2 separate regions of the Sus scrofa genome follow, and region 1 is linked to region 2. Evidence: chromatin contacts called from public HiChIP or PLAC-seq data. All regions are on one chromosome and are shown on one strand. Each heading gives the region's core, a stretch centred on a gene start, on an enhancer-like site or on the middle of the called end of the contact. The rest is flanking DNA. Distances are from core to core; before and after follow the strand shown. Region 1 holds the start of DDX60 (probable ATP-dependent RNA helicase DDX60). Region 2 holds the start of PALLD (palladin).

The links. HiChIP or PLAC-seq counts read pairs in DNA pulled down with a chosen protein or histone mark.
Region 1: a contact with region 2 is called in an H3K27ac HiChIP or PLAC-seq map of skeletal muscle. The contact joins the promoter of DDX60 here to the promoter of PALLD in region 2. A contact is called at or near these places in 3 of 5 promoter capture datasets (fetal liver, fetal skeletal muscle and liver), 15 of 47 Hi-C or Micro-C datasets (embryonic fibroblasts, epiblast stem cells, fetal heart ventricle and 8 more) and 1 of 2 datasets of contacts at active chromatin or transcription factors (skeletal muscle).

The regions. Positions count from the first base shown.
Region 1 is chr14:21,072,109-21,079,294 of Sscrofa11.1, forward strand. It overlaps DDX60 (probable ATP-dependent RNA helicase DDX60), which reads left to right and starts at 5,383. Exons shown (of 39, transcript XM_021072214.1): 1 at 5,383-5,475.
Region 2 is chr14:21,016,364-21,023,082 of Sscrofa11.1, forward strand. It overlaps PALLD (palladin), which reads right to left and starts at 3,762. Exons shown (of 23, transcript XM_021073311.1): 1 at 3,614-3,762.

The sequences.
Region 1 (7,186 bases), core at 4,133-6,632, 57 kb after region 2:
GTGTTTCATTCTTTTCCATGTGGCTGTCCAGTTTTCCCAGCACCACTTATTGAACAAGCTGTCCTTTCTCCATTGTATATCCTTGCCTCTTTTCTCATAGATTAGTTGCCTATAGCTGAGTGGGTTTAATTCTGGACTTTCTATCCTGTTCCACTGATCTATATTTCTGTCTTTGTGCCAGTACCATATGGTTTTGATGATTGTTGCTTTGTAGTATAGACTGAAGTCCATGAGCCTGATTCCTCCAGTTCTGTTTTTCTTTTTCAGGATGTCTTTGGCTATTCTGGGTCTTTTGTGCTTCCAAACAAACTTTAACATATTTTGTTCAAGTTCTGTGAAAAATGTCCTTGGTAATTTGATAGGGATTGCATCAAATCTGTATATTGCCTTAGGTAGTATAGTCATTTTGATAATATTGACTCTTCCAATCCAAGAGCATGTTATGTCTTTCCATCTATTTGTGTCATCTTTGATTTCCTTCATCAGTGTCTTAATAGTTTTCAGAGTACAGATCTTTTGTCTCTTTAGGTAGGTTTCACCGTAGGTATTTTATTCTGTTGGATGTGATGGTAAATGGAATTGCTTCCCTAATTTCTCTTTCTGATCTTTCATTGTTAGTGTATTAATTTTGTATCCTGTGACTTGCCAAATTCATGGATGAGCTGCAACAGTTTTCTGGTAGAGTCTTTAGGATTCTCTAGGTATAGTATCATGTCACCTGCAAATAGTGATAGTTTTACTTCTTCCTTTCCAATTTGGATTCCTTTTATCTCTTTTACTTCTCTGATTTCCACGGCTAGAACTTCCAAAACTATGTTGAAGAGTAGTGGTGAGAGCGGACATCCTTGTCTTATTCCTGATCTCAGCAGGATTTCTTTCAGCTTTTCACCATTGAGAATGGTGTTTGCTGTGGGTTTGTCATATATGGCCTTTAGTATGTTGAGGTGGGTTCCCTCTATGCCCACTTTCTGAAGGGTTTTTATCAGAAATGGGTGTTGGATTTTGTTAGAGGCTTTTTCTGCATCTATTGAGAGGATCATATGGTTTTTATTCTTCAATTTGTTAATGTGGTGTATCACACTGAGTGGATTTGCGGATATTGAAGAACCCTTGCATCCCTGGGATAAATCCCACTTGATCATGATATACAATCCTTTTAATGTATTGTTGGATGTGGTTTGCTAGTATTTTGTTGAGGATTTTTGCATCGATGTTCATCAGTAAAATTGGTGTGTAGTTTTCTTTTTTTTGTGATATCTTTGTCTGGTTTTGGTATCAGGGTGATGGTGGCCTCATGGAATGAGTTTGGGAGTATCCCTTCCTCTGCGATCTTTTGGAATAGTTTCAGAAGGAGAGGTGTTAGCTCTTCTCTAAATGTTTGATAGAATTCGCCTGTGAAACCATCTGGTCCTGGACTCTTGTTGGAAGTTTTTAAATCACAGTTTCAATTTCAGTTCTTGTGATTGGTCCATTCATCTTTTCTATTTCATCTTGGTTTAGTCTTGGAAAATTGTACTTTTCTAAGAATTTGTCCATTTCTTCTAGGTTTTCTGTTTTATTGGTGTATAGTTGCATATAGTAGTCTCTTATGATCCTTTGTTTTTCTGTGATGTCCATTGTTACTTCTCTTTTTCATTTCTCATTTTATTGATTTGAGTCCTCTTTCTTTTTTTTCTTGATAAGTCTGGCTAGGGGTTTATCAATTGTATTGATCTTTTCAAAGAACCAGCTTTTCATTTCATTGATCTTTTCTATGGTTTTCTTCATTTCTATTTCATTGATTTCTGCTCGGATCTTTATGATTTCTTTCCTTCTACTAATTTTAGGTCTTGTCTGTTCTTCTCCCTTGAGCTGCTTAAGATGTAAAGTTAGCTTTTTATTTGAGCTTTTTCTTGTTTCCTGAGGTGGGCTTGTATTGCTATAAACTTCCCTCTGAGAACTGCTTTTGCTGCATCCCATAGGTTTTGGAGTGTGGTATCTTTGTTGTCATTTTCTTCTAGGTATTTTTTAATTTCCTCTTTGATTTCTTCAGTGATCCATTGGTTGTTTAGTAGTATGTTGTTTATTCTCCACGTGTTTGTGTTTTTTTGCAGATTTTTTCTTGTTGTTGATTTCTAGTCATAGAGCGTTGTGGTCAGAAAAGATGCTTGATATGATTTCAATTTTCTTAAGGTTACTGAGGTTGGATTTGTAGCCCAAGATGTGATAAATCTTAGAGAATGTTTCATGTGCACTTGAGAAGAATGTGTATTCTGTTGCTTTTGGATGGAACGTCCTATAAATATCTATTAAATCCACCTGGTTTAATGCTTCATTCAGGGCCTGTGTTTCCTTATTGATTTTTCTGTCTGGTTGATCTGTCCTTTGCTGTAAGTGTGGTGTTAAAGTCCCCCACTATGGTTGTGTTATTGTTTATTTGTCCTTTTAAGGTTGTTAGCAGTTGCCTTATATATTGTGGTGAATCTACATTGGGTGCATAGTTATTTGAAATTGTTGTATCTTCTTCTTTTATTGATCCTTTGATCATTATGTAATGACCTTCTTTGTCCCTTAAAATATTCTTCATTTTAAAGTCTATTTTGTCAGATATGAGTATTGCTACTCCAGCTTTCTTCTCATCCTCATTTGCATGAAATATGTTCTTCCATCCTCTCACTTTCAATTTGTATGTATCCCTAGAAATGGAGGTGGGTCTCTTGAAGACAGCATATATATGGATCTTGTTTTTGTATCCATTCAGCCAGTCTATGTCTCTGGAACCCTCATAATGCCAATGTTATTCTGCCTGATGTTGTCCCAAGGCCCCTGAAGGTAGCTTATTTTCTTAAAGTTCTTCTTTCATTTTGCTGCTTTGTCTTCCAGCTTGCTGATGGATTTTATACCTGCTGTTGAACCTCTCCGGGCTCTTTTTCAGTTCAGTGTAACTACATTGGGTATCTTCTTTCTCTTTGTTGAAGTTCCTACTCTGTTTGTCCACCCTTCTCCTGAGTTCAGTGATCATTTTCATGACCGTTATTTTAAGCTCCTTACCAGGTAGGTTGCTTTTGTCTGTTTCATTTAGTTCTTTTTCTGAGGTTTCATCTTGTTCTTTTGATTGGAATGTATCTCCTACTTTTTCCTAATTCTCTGTTTCTATGTATTAGTTAAATCAGGTATCTTTCTCCCAGTCTTGGGGAGATGGCCTATGGGCTCAGAGACAGGGTGGCATCTGTCCACCAGGCTTAGCACTTAAGAGATATGTGCCCCTCCTGCTGTGGTGAAGCTTTGGGGTGCTGTTGGGCTGTCTGGGTGGTGGTGGGGCTGTGGGGATAGGCAGGGCCTGTGAATGGGAGGGGCTGGTCCCTGGGGTGACTGTGGGCCCAGCCACAGCTGCTGACTAACTTGGTGAGTGTGATCTGCATTTAACACTTTGATTTGACCCCAGTTTTGAGGCCCTGACTAGACTGCTCATTTCCCTTTTTATCTACACCCCCAAGCCCACACTCCAGCCACATCCCATATAGGACTCACACTCCAGGCCTCTGTACACCTGCCCCAATTGCCCGGGGTCAGGTACCAGGCAACCAGGAATAGTCTCTGTGCCCAGAGCCTGTGGAATTTATTCAGATCAGCCAGTCCTGAACCGCTTACCCTGCCTCACCAGTTCCTTTGCATGGAAATTGCAGTAAAGGTGCCACCCACAGTCTGCCTATCCTGCTGCCCTTTGACTGACTCTGGCACTCCCTCTGAGTCATCTTGCATGGTGTACTGGCCCCTTGGAACGTGAGTACAAAGGTGAAAAACAACTTCTGGACTCTTGGTCTGCTTCTGGCCTCACTGTGCCTCCCTCACGGCAACATGGTGAAAGTGGGTTCCCAGGCACACTCCCATTTACCGCCAGAACCATTCCCATGTGCATCTGAGGCTGGGAGCTGGCTCAGGGGCCTTTTCTTGGGTCCCAGTTCAGCTTTCAAACAATAGCTGCTTCTTATGAAAAGTCCAGGTCCTTTAAGCCCTGGTCAGTTGAGTGGACTTCCTCCACCTGCCTGGTTATGGAGACTTTGGTCCAGTTGGGCTCCTGGCTCTATTCTTCACCCAAGTCCTGCCACTGTCCTGAGTGATGTGAGCACCCACTTGTCTGTGGATTCCTCATCCTGGCATGTGGCTTCCTATTTGTGGTTTTCCCTGCTCATCCTATTGATTGATCTCTACCTCTATGCCTCATCCACACTTTGGTTCTATGGCAACACTGGTTGTGCTCCACTTCCAAAATCCTGAATCAAAATGTGTGTCAGTGTATTGCTGCATAACAAAATACTTCCCACACTGAGAGGCTTAGAGCAATACCCACAAACCTTGTATGTTTCTATTCAGAGCGTGGTAAATGTCCCTTAGTGGTATTAAATCCTAGAAACTGAGTGTCCTCCACTCCAGACCGGCTATCATCTGCGGATTCTCAATCTTCAGATCCATTTGTAAGTGCGTTAGCATCTGCTCACTTGACGTGTCACACTTTGAAAAGTTCACATCCTTTGACCTACTTGTTCTATCCTACTCTTCTTTTGACACATATGATAGCATGTTCAGTACACTATTAATAATATTAAAAAGTAATAGCCTACATCTCCAGTTTAAGTAGTTAAGTAAATTCATGGATTTTTCCAAGTGGTCATAGAAAGCAATGTTTATGAAATGTTTATAATTGTAAAGGAAAGCCTCATTATAGAGTGGCGGTGTGAAGAAGAAAATCATTTGTGTTTATAGTACGAATGCATTATTTAAAAACGTAGCACTTTTTTGTTGTTGTTGTGGCTGAAGATAGTACTGTTTTAAATTGAGTTGATATAAAGGGAAGCAAAGCCTTGATGGACTAGGGCAGGTTTTTGTTTTCCATTAGAAGGGAAAGGCAAATCTACCACAATAATTCAATGTTTAAAAGTGGCAGAGAGACTTATTTGACCTAACTGACAGCTGACAGTCCATTTCTCTTAAAGTTTGCGTTTTCTGTGCCTCAGGGAGACATTCAGTGGGCGCATCAGGCTTGCACAGGGAGTTTTGCCGCAGGACAAGTGGGGACATGGGCACAGCTGCCCATAGCCTCTTGGCTGCTCTCAAGGAGCCTGTGTGGACCACACCGCCATCACTCCAGGAAAGCAGACAGGAAGGAAGAATGTGACAAACAGAGAAACCAGCTGTTAGAGCAAAGAAGGATTTGGATGCTGAAAAAATGCCAGCGTGGAGGCCAGTTGCTCTGCCCCAAAGTCCTGCGTCTGTCCCTCGCCTGCTCCTGTTGAACTGCTCTGAGCTCAGCGCTTGCTATTCTGGGAAGGAATTTCCACCAAGCTGGTGCGTCTGCCGCCTGAGGTTCCCTCTGATTGACTGATGAGCAGGTGGTGAAGAGCCTGTGGCTGAAATATCACAGACCCCGTGCTCATCTTTATTTTATACCCAAGTCTGTGATTGTGTTTGAATGTTTTGTTTCTTCACAATGAAGAGGTAAGTAAATGACTGCTGACATAATTACTTTTCCATGGGTATATATACACATTTATTAGTACCATTATTTATTTGTGATTTGTCTGTATAATATTGAGGTTATTATTACACAATTTAAACCAAAACAAATATAGTCGCGCAGAACTCTGTAATAGAAGGTGTTGGCATTATGATTTTAAGAAGCCACACAACTATCTTGGCTGTAAGCAAATCCATTATATCGGAAAAAAATAAGTCTTGAAATTCCTTTCAAAGCCGCATGTCATGCAAGCTCCTGAAACAGTCACGTCATAATCAGAGGAAAGGTACAGGATGAAACAGTATAGTATTAAGTTGCTATACTCTTGACAGAAAATTTTCGAGAACTTAACCACAGACCTAGTGAATGACAGGGTGAGTGTCCTTACCCTGAGAGTGCATGCCCACCCCCCACCATGGTCTCCACCCCCTTCACACCCTTGGCCCACGGAAGCTGCCCCCAGCACTCCCTCCCAGTGGCAGCTGGTGTGCAACCAGCTGTTACACAACTGGCGCAGCTGGTCTGTTCATGGTGCCCCCCCCCACAGCCTCTGTGCCATTTCTGAAGGCACAAGATGTGCCCTGCCAGCTCCCATGGGGACAACATCCTTGCTGTTGTGTACACTCTGTAGGTGAGGTCCTGTTTGTGCCCCCATCCTCCAGGGCACAGGTGTGACATGGCACCCCATAATCACACTTTTTTTTTTTTCTTTTTAGGGCTGCACTTGTGGCATATGGAAGTTCCCAGGCTAGGGATCAAATTGGAGCTACAGCTGCCCAGCCTACACCACAGCCACAGCAATGTGGGATCCAAGCTGCATCTGAGACCTACACCACAGCTCTTGGTAATGCCAGATCTCTAACCCACTGAGTGAGGCCAGGGATCGAACTCGCATCCTCATGGGTATCCGTTGGGTCTGTTACCACTGGGCCACAGTGGGAACTCCCATAATCACACCTTCTGAGACCATTTGTTCTCTTGAGATGCTCATCCTGGACATTCAGATCCTGACAGAGGGCCCGATCCAAGTGTTGCAACTGCCCCAGATAGTGCAGGGCCCCACCCTGGAGAAGCCCCCTAGTTGATGTGGTGAAGAGAGGGCTGCCCCATCATTGATAAGCTGACTACTGTCCCCCCAGTATCTGGAATATTGAGGCAAGGCCAGTGGCTTTTAGCCCTCTTTGGGTTCTGGAGGCATACACTCTGCATTTACTGTCTATTTAATCTGACTGAGGCTTAACTTGCACATCAGTCCTTTTATGTGGGGCTCCTACATGAAATGCTGCGAGGTCTGTCCATGCTGACATCAACGTCCTGGTCAGGCTGCTGAGGCCTCATCTTGTGAGGCCTGTGGTGCCCTGTGTGCCTGGAAAGGCCAGATGTTCCTCTGCCCCCTTGGGGCCTCTGGCCGGGCCTAAGAATTAAACTGACAGGGCAGATGAACAGCAGGAAAACATGCACGTTTTCCTGAATTTTTAAATGTACACAGGACGCTTCAGGAGAGAACGAGGTCCCAAGGAAGTGACCAGAGCAGGATTCAGACCAGCAGTGACTATGTGAGGGGTTGGTGAGAGGAGGCTGGGGCAGGGATGGGCTCACCGGCCTTCTGCCTTCTTGGCCCAGTGTCCCCTCCCTGCAAGAAGGCTGTGGTCAGTCACTGTACCAGGTGGGGTAGGGGCTCCTTTCCCACTT
Region 2 (6,719 bases), core at 2,512-5,011:
GCCCTAAGGAGCTCCCATTGTACTAGAAAAAAAGACCAAAGTAGGAAACTGAGGAAACACCAGGTTCTGATTTTTTTATACGTGGCTTGCTCTTATGTCTTTTGTTAGTTGATTTTGGGAAGCTATACTGTGCTTTTGCTCCTTAGATTTTCTATCAATGTTGTTAGTGATGTTGAGCATCTTTTCATGTGCTTTTCAGCCATCTGTCTGTCGTCTCTGGAGAAATGTCTATTTCGATCTTCTGACCATTTTTTTTTAATTGAGCTTTTTTTTTTTGACATAAAGCTGTGTGAGATGTTTGTGTATCAAGTAGATAAATAATAAGGACCTGCTGTATAGCACAGGGAGGTCTACTCAGTGTTCTGAAATATCCTATCTGAGAAAAAAGAATGGATATATGTAGATGCAGGGTTCATTTTGCTGTAAACCTAAAGCTAATAGAACATTGTAAATCAACTATACCCCAATAAATTTAAAAAAGATTTCTAAAATAAAGTTTATATCTTCAAAAAGTTTGTTAGGGTACCAGTGGGATGGGACAGGATGGATGAGTGTTTGTGTGTTCCCATCAGTGTCTACAGACCGTGGCACTTCTGGACAGCACATTGTGGGGGGTGGGGGGCACAGTCACAGGAGGAGAATGCAGGCCCGTGGCACCTAGGACTCTCAGATTGCACCCTGGAGGAGCTAAAGGTGACAGCAGATTTGTGACATTCACGCATGGTGCCAGACTCTCCGTCATAAACAAATACTTGGTAAAGTGAAGGTTTGGGAGGGTCTGCAAACACCGGGAGGCCTTATAGCTGCCCGCCCACCTTGAACTTATGCCAGAAGCTCTCAGCACCTTGCCATATCCCAAGTATCCATTCCTGTGAAATATGAGCTCCCATGGTCACCTGTGTTGTTAAAACCCTGTGCATATTTCATCTGTTCTTGAGGAATTTTATGCCACTTAATTTATAGATCATTTCCTTTTTTTTTCTTTTTCTTTCTCCCCCCTCCTTTTTTTTTTTTTTTTTTTTGCTTTTTAGGGCCACACTCGCAGCATATGGAGGTTCCCAGGCTAGATGTCCAATGTGCCGGCCTACGCCACAGCTACAGCAGAGTCATGTCTGCGACCTACACCACAGCTCATAGCGATGCTAGATCCTTAACCCACAGAGCGAGGCCAGGGATAATTGAACCCCCAACATCATGGTTCCTAGTCAGATTATGTTTTTGCTGTGCCACGACAGGAAGTACTTTTTTTTTTCTTTTTCATGAGTTTAGTTTGATTATTGTCTTTATTTCAAATACTATACCTTTTAAACATGTTACCTTTCTAACTTTTTTAAAAAATTATAGTTGATTTACAATGTTGTGCCAATTTCTGCTGTATAGCAAGGTGACCCAGTCATATATACACATAATTCCCTTTCTTATATTGTCATCCATCATGTTCTATCCCAAGAGACTGGATGTAGTTCCCAGTGCTGTATGGTAGGACCTCATTGCATATCCATTCTAAATGTCACACCTTTTATCTACAAACCCCAAACCTTCTCTCCCCCTTGGCAACCACAAGTCTATTCTCTATAGTCACCTTTCTTTCTTTCTTTCTTTCTTTCTTTCTTTCTTTCTTTCTTTCTTTCTTTTCTTCCTTCCTTCCTTCCTTCTTTCTAGGGTAATGTTCTTTTTGCCAAGGCTACAGGGCAAAAGTCAAATATGGAAAATTAATTAAACCTTGTTTGATGCAAGAAATGCACAACAGTTGCATAATCTGTCTCTTGGTAAATGCATGTGGATTGCATTCTTTCCTAATCTTTAAGTAAATTGTCACTCCATGGAGGCATGACATATGTATTCTTCAGTTTTAAATAGGACACAGACAGGGTACCTCCGTTTCAGAGTCATAACATAACAGGTGATTGGATGCCCGCAACAGCCTTGTGAGGGCTTTCCAGAGAGAGCACTTGGAATTGCCCCATGACCTCTGCCTGTGACCATCTTAGCCCCATATGAGGTTGGAGTTTACGTCCAGTTCATCCATTTCCACTGCCATTCTCCTTATTTTGGCCTTCCAGGTATAGTATAGTATAGTAGAGATACAGTATTTCCTTTCGCCTAAACTCAAAACCTATTTCCCAAGCTGGGTCTCTGTTCTCTGGTTTAGCAGATTCAAGTTACAGGCAGAGCTTCTTTGCTCAGCCTTTTGTTTCCTTTGCTGGAATTTAACCAGGACACAGCGTTGCCTCCATATGCCTGAATTCTGATTGGAACCCAGATACCACAATCACTTTGTTACCTACACACACAAACGTGTGTGGGTGTGTGTGTGTGTGTGTAAAGCCCAGGCTCTCTCTTGGCGTTAGAGGTTTCAGGTGGTATCTTTTTAAGAGCATGTCAGATTTATATTAAAACTTGGCTCATGTTACCCTCTATGTTTTGCTTTGTTTTTAAATGAGGTAAAGAAACCAAGGTAATTGTAATTGTCCAGTGTAATCCAGATCCCTATTCTGTTGTGACGTGTGCTCTGACCCTTTCAGTTTTAGCAACACACAGCAGCTCAGAGAACTGACAAGGGTCCCTTGGACCCAGACCCTAATGCGTATCAGACGTGGGAACACAGGAGGATTAATTTGTATTCTAGGAACATGGAATCCTATATTCACAGGATACTCAGCATCTTGATAGCACTCTTAGGCCTTGTCTGCCATTAGCAATAATTGCCAAATAGAGTTTGATTTTTAAAATCTGGATCATAGAGGTGAGCATTCAGGTTCTTTCTTTGAGGAAAAAGTACATTGAAGAGTATATTTATCCCGTAGTAAGGAATGAATTTCTGCGTATTTGTGACTCAGGGACTAGGTTAGTGTTATATTGTCAGGCAGCAGGCATTGGATGTGGACACATTATTCTTACTCGAAGTCAATTAGTATTTTTAGCAAATGTTAAAAAAGAAACATGAGCCTGAAATCATTCTGTACCAACCTCATCTGTTGGATTCAAGACAATTTCATGTGTAACTTACAACAACCTGATATAAAATTGTACTGTAAGGTTTAAATTTGACTGGACTCCAGTTTCCCTTTTATATTTTAAAAATATGCAAACTTGAGGCATAGATAGGATATAAAAGGTCTGCTCAACTGATTTAAAAGGTTTTTGAAAGTGTAATTACCAACTTAAAATGTTACTAAAACCTAAAGCATATCATTTTAAGCCATCACTACTTAGCTTAAGTATATACAAGGTTTCAAATTAACTGCATTCTTATTTTCTTTGAAACAAAAGACAAACACGATCTTGACAAGTGCTGGCTCTGTCAGTACATTTATTTTTTTTTAGAATTGATAGCACCAACTTACTTTTCCTCTCTAAGATTAGAATAGAAAATGCACCCCCCTCACAGCATAGGTAGAAATAAAGCCTGCAGATCAATCCTACATATTTCTTCTTTTTGGAATGGCTACAAAATTCCTGTTACTTTTCCACTCCAAATTAAAAAAAAAAAAATCAAACCATCTTCTAACTAGTGTTCTGACAAACCACTACTATATTTTTAGCTGTCAATAAAAAAGAGTTAAAAAAATGTTGCTCTACTAGTTACTATATTACAATACATCTTACAGACCTTTCGATCCCGTGGTCAGTTCGAAGACCCCTAACAGGTGAGGGGTTTCCCACGAGGGTTGCTTCTCTGCTGGGGGAGTGGGGCCCGGCCCCGGCTCTTCATGACACACTGCTTGGGCCCTGGTCACTCTGAGATGACTGTGGCCTTGGAGTCCCACCTGCCCTCTTACTCCACTCGGCTATATTTGGTCACTGAACTCATGTTTCCGCAGACGCCCTGGCCGGGGATTCCAGCAGCCCGGCTCTGAGGCCCGGGTTCTTAGAAATGAAAGCCACTGAGTGTGGCGAGAACTGCATTTATGGAGTGAATAAGCATGATGCCTGCACACCTTGCTCTGTACCCTGGCTTTGTGCCTGGAAGTCACCACTTATCTTTTAAACCTGGTCTTAATTCACTAAATCTGTGGGATGTGAATCTCAGGAAAAAAAGCAACTCATAAGGAATGCTTTTCTAACTATAAACTTCTGCTCTGTGCATTTAAATTAGTCATGTGGTAGATTATCCTAAGATATCCAGTAACTATTTAAAAATTGAGCCACCTGTCAGATTGCGTGGAGAGGCCCACTGTCCTCTTACTTCCATTTGTTACCTAAAAATTATTCTATAACTTTGTGTGTGCGGAGGACACGGTCCATCGTGGGACTGAAGAGAGATGAACACACATGGCCGGAGCCTCGAACCCATCGAAGTGCTGAGATCTCAGCCTCGCACATTCTGACCATTCAGTAAATGGTTTTGACAAAACAAATGTTGAATGAATAACGTTCAGGACAAGTGGGAACCCTCTTACAGCTGTAAAAAGTCTCACAACCATCTCATTACTTTTTCTGTAGTATCTTGTTGCCTTTTCTAATATTTTGAACTTCCAAATAACAAAACACAGGATGCTTTTGTTTTCAAAGGCAGCAGAGCCAAATATAAGGGGTGAAAAATAGTCACACCACACCTCCTGGTTCAGTCAATTTGGATAATATCATCACAGTCAATGCAGGTTCTTATCTAAAGTTATTCCTGATAGTGGAGCACTTAGGAAGGGCTCCTCTTATACTTTTCTTTATAGGCAACACTGTTCCTTTATTTATTTATTTATTTTTTTTAGGGCCGCACCTGTGGCATATAAAGGTTCCCACGGTAGGGATCGAATTGGAGCTGTAGCCACTGGCCTACACCACACCCACAGCAGCTCCAGATCTGAGCCTTGTCTCCTACTTACACCACAGCTCACAGCAATGCTGGATCCTTGACCCACTGAGTGGGGCCAGGGATCAAACCTGAGTCCTCATGGATAGTAGTTGGGTTTGTTACCGCTGAGCCATAATGGGAACTCCACAACACTGATGCTTTATAATTGGTCCTTCTTAGATACATTTGAGGGCTGTTTCAGTGCTTTGTGGCGGGGGGAACCTCTCTGGCTGATAAAACAGATGTGTTTATGTCTTTTTCTTATAAAAACTCTTAAGATGATAGTAAAAACTCAAAAGGATAGAAATGGGGAGAGAAGACAATAGAAGATTCTAGAAATGGTTGGAAAATGGCTGATAGGAAGATGAGTGTTCTAATTGCATTAGAAACGTAGGTGCCTGCAGAAGGTGCTCATGGAAGCAGTGTTTGGCCCAGCATCACAGAAAGGCTAGAGTCAAGGCATCTGGTGCTCCCTGGAGATAATTTTTTGTGGCTGGTCTGGGTGTTGCTGGGAGTGAGCCAGCAGGACTGAGATGGGGGAATTGGCTGAAAGAACCCCAACTAAACAGTCCCTGTTGCCCATCCATCACACCGGAGTGGACAGGGGACGAGGGATTATCCTCTGGCGTCTATAAGACAGGCAGTCCTGGAGTTCCCATCGTGGCGCAGTGGTTAACGAATCCGACTAGGAACCATGAGGTTGCGGGTTCAGTCCCTGGCCTTGCTCAGTGGGTTAACGATCCGACCTTGCCGTGAGCTGTGGTGTATGTTGCAGACGCAGCTCGGATCCCGCGTTGCTGTGGCTCTGGCGTAGGCCGGTGGCTATGGCTCCGATTCGACCCCTAGCCTGGGAACCTCCATATGCCGTGGGAGCGGCCCAAGAAATGGCAAAAAGACAAAAAAAAAAAAAAAAAAAAAAGACAGACAGTCCCCTGGACGCAGGGCAGGGACACAGGAAATGGAAGGAGGGCGGCCTGGAAAGGCATTTCTGAGAGCTGGACCCGGGAAGGGACAGAAACTTCAACTGGTTCTAGAGCCCTATTTCTAGAAACTAGGAATGAGGGGAATGTGGGAAAATAGTAACGTTTGGTTCCTCTTCTTATTGTCGTGTCTGTTATGCTAATATCTTTACTTTTTGTATTTGACAAGGTCACAATCAAAAGTTAAACCAAAACCTCTGTTGTGTCCCGAGGCCCAGTGAAGGTGGAAGAGATTATAGGAATCCAAATGTTGGAACCGGTCCGTGATGTTTATTTATTTATTTATTTTTGGCTTTTTGCTATTTCTTTGGGCCGCTCCCGCGGCATATGGAGGTTCCCAGGCTAGGGGTCGAATCAGAGCTGTAGCTGCCGGCCTACGCCAGAGCCACAGCAACGCGGGGTCCGAGCTGTGTCTGCAACCTACACCACAGCTCACGGCAATGCCGGATCATTAACCCACTGAGCAAGGGCAGGGACCGAACCCGCAACCTCATGGTTCCTAGTCGGATTCGTTAACCACTGCGCCACGACGGGAACTCCGTGATGTTACCTTAGTTAAGGAAGGACTTTGAGATCAGTGAGGCACGTGGTTACAGATGCCACATAGTGAATATTGTAACAATCCCTCTGCTTTCCCGCTCTTCTTCCCCTTCTTCCACCTCCTCCATCTTCATTTCAAGATAAATGGATGCTAACCGTATAACCCAAGCTTCCTTTCAGTGTTTTAACAGGTTTTATTGTTGTGTTAATAGTAAATTATGCAGGAGCCACTAGGTATTTTTTCCCTTTGCACCAGACTGCGCTCAGGCGATAACTTCAGTAAATCCTGGGTTCATTTTACATCTGTACCTGACATGTATGCTGCGGACATGGTGTTTCTCCCAACACCAAGAAAATACACATCCTTGTAATTTCTAGAGCGAGCAGAGATGGGAAGGCAGTCC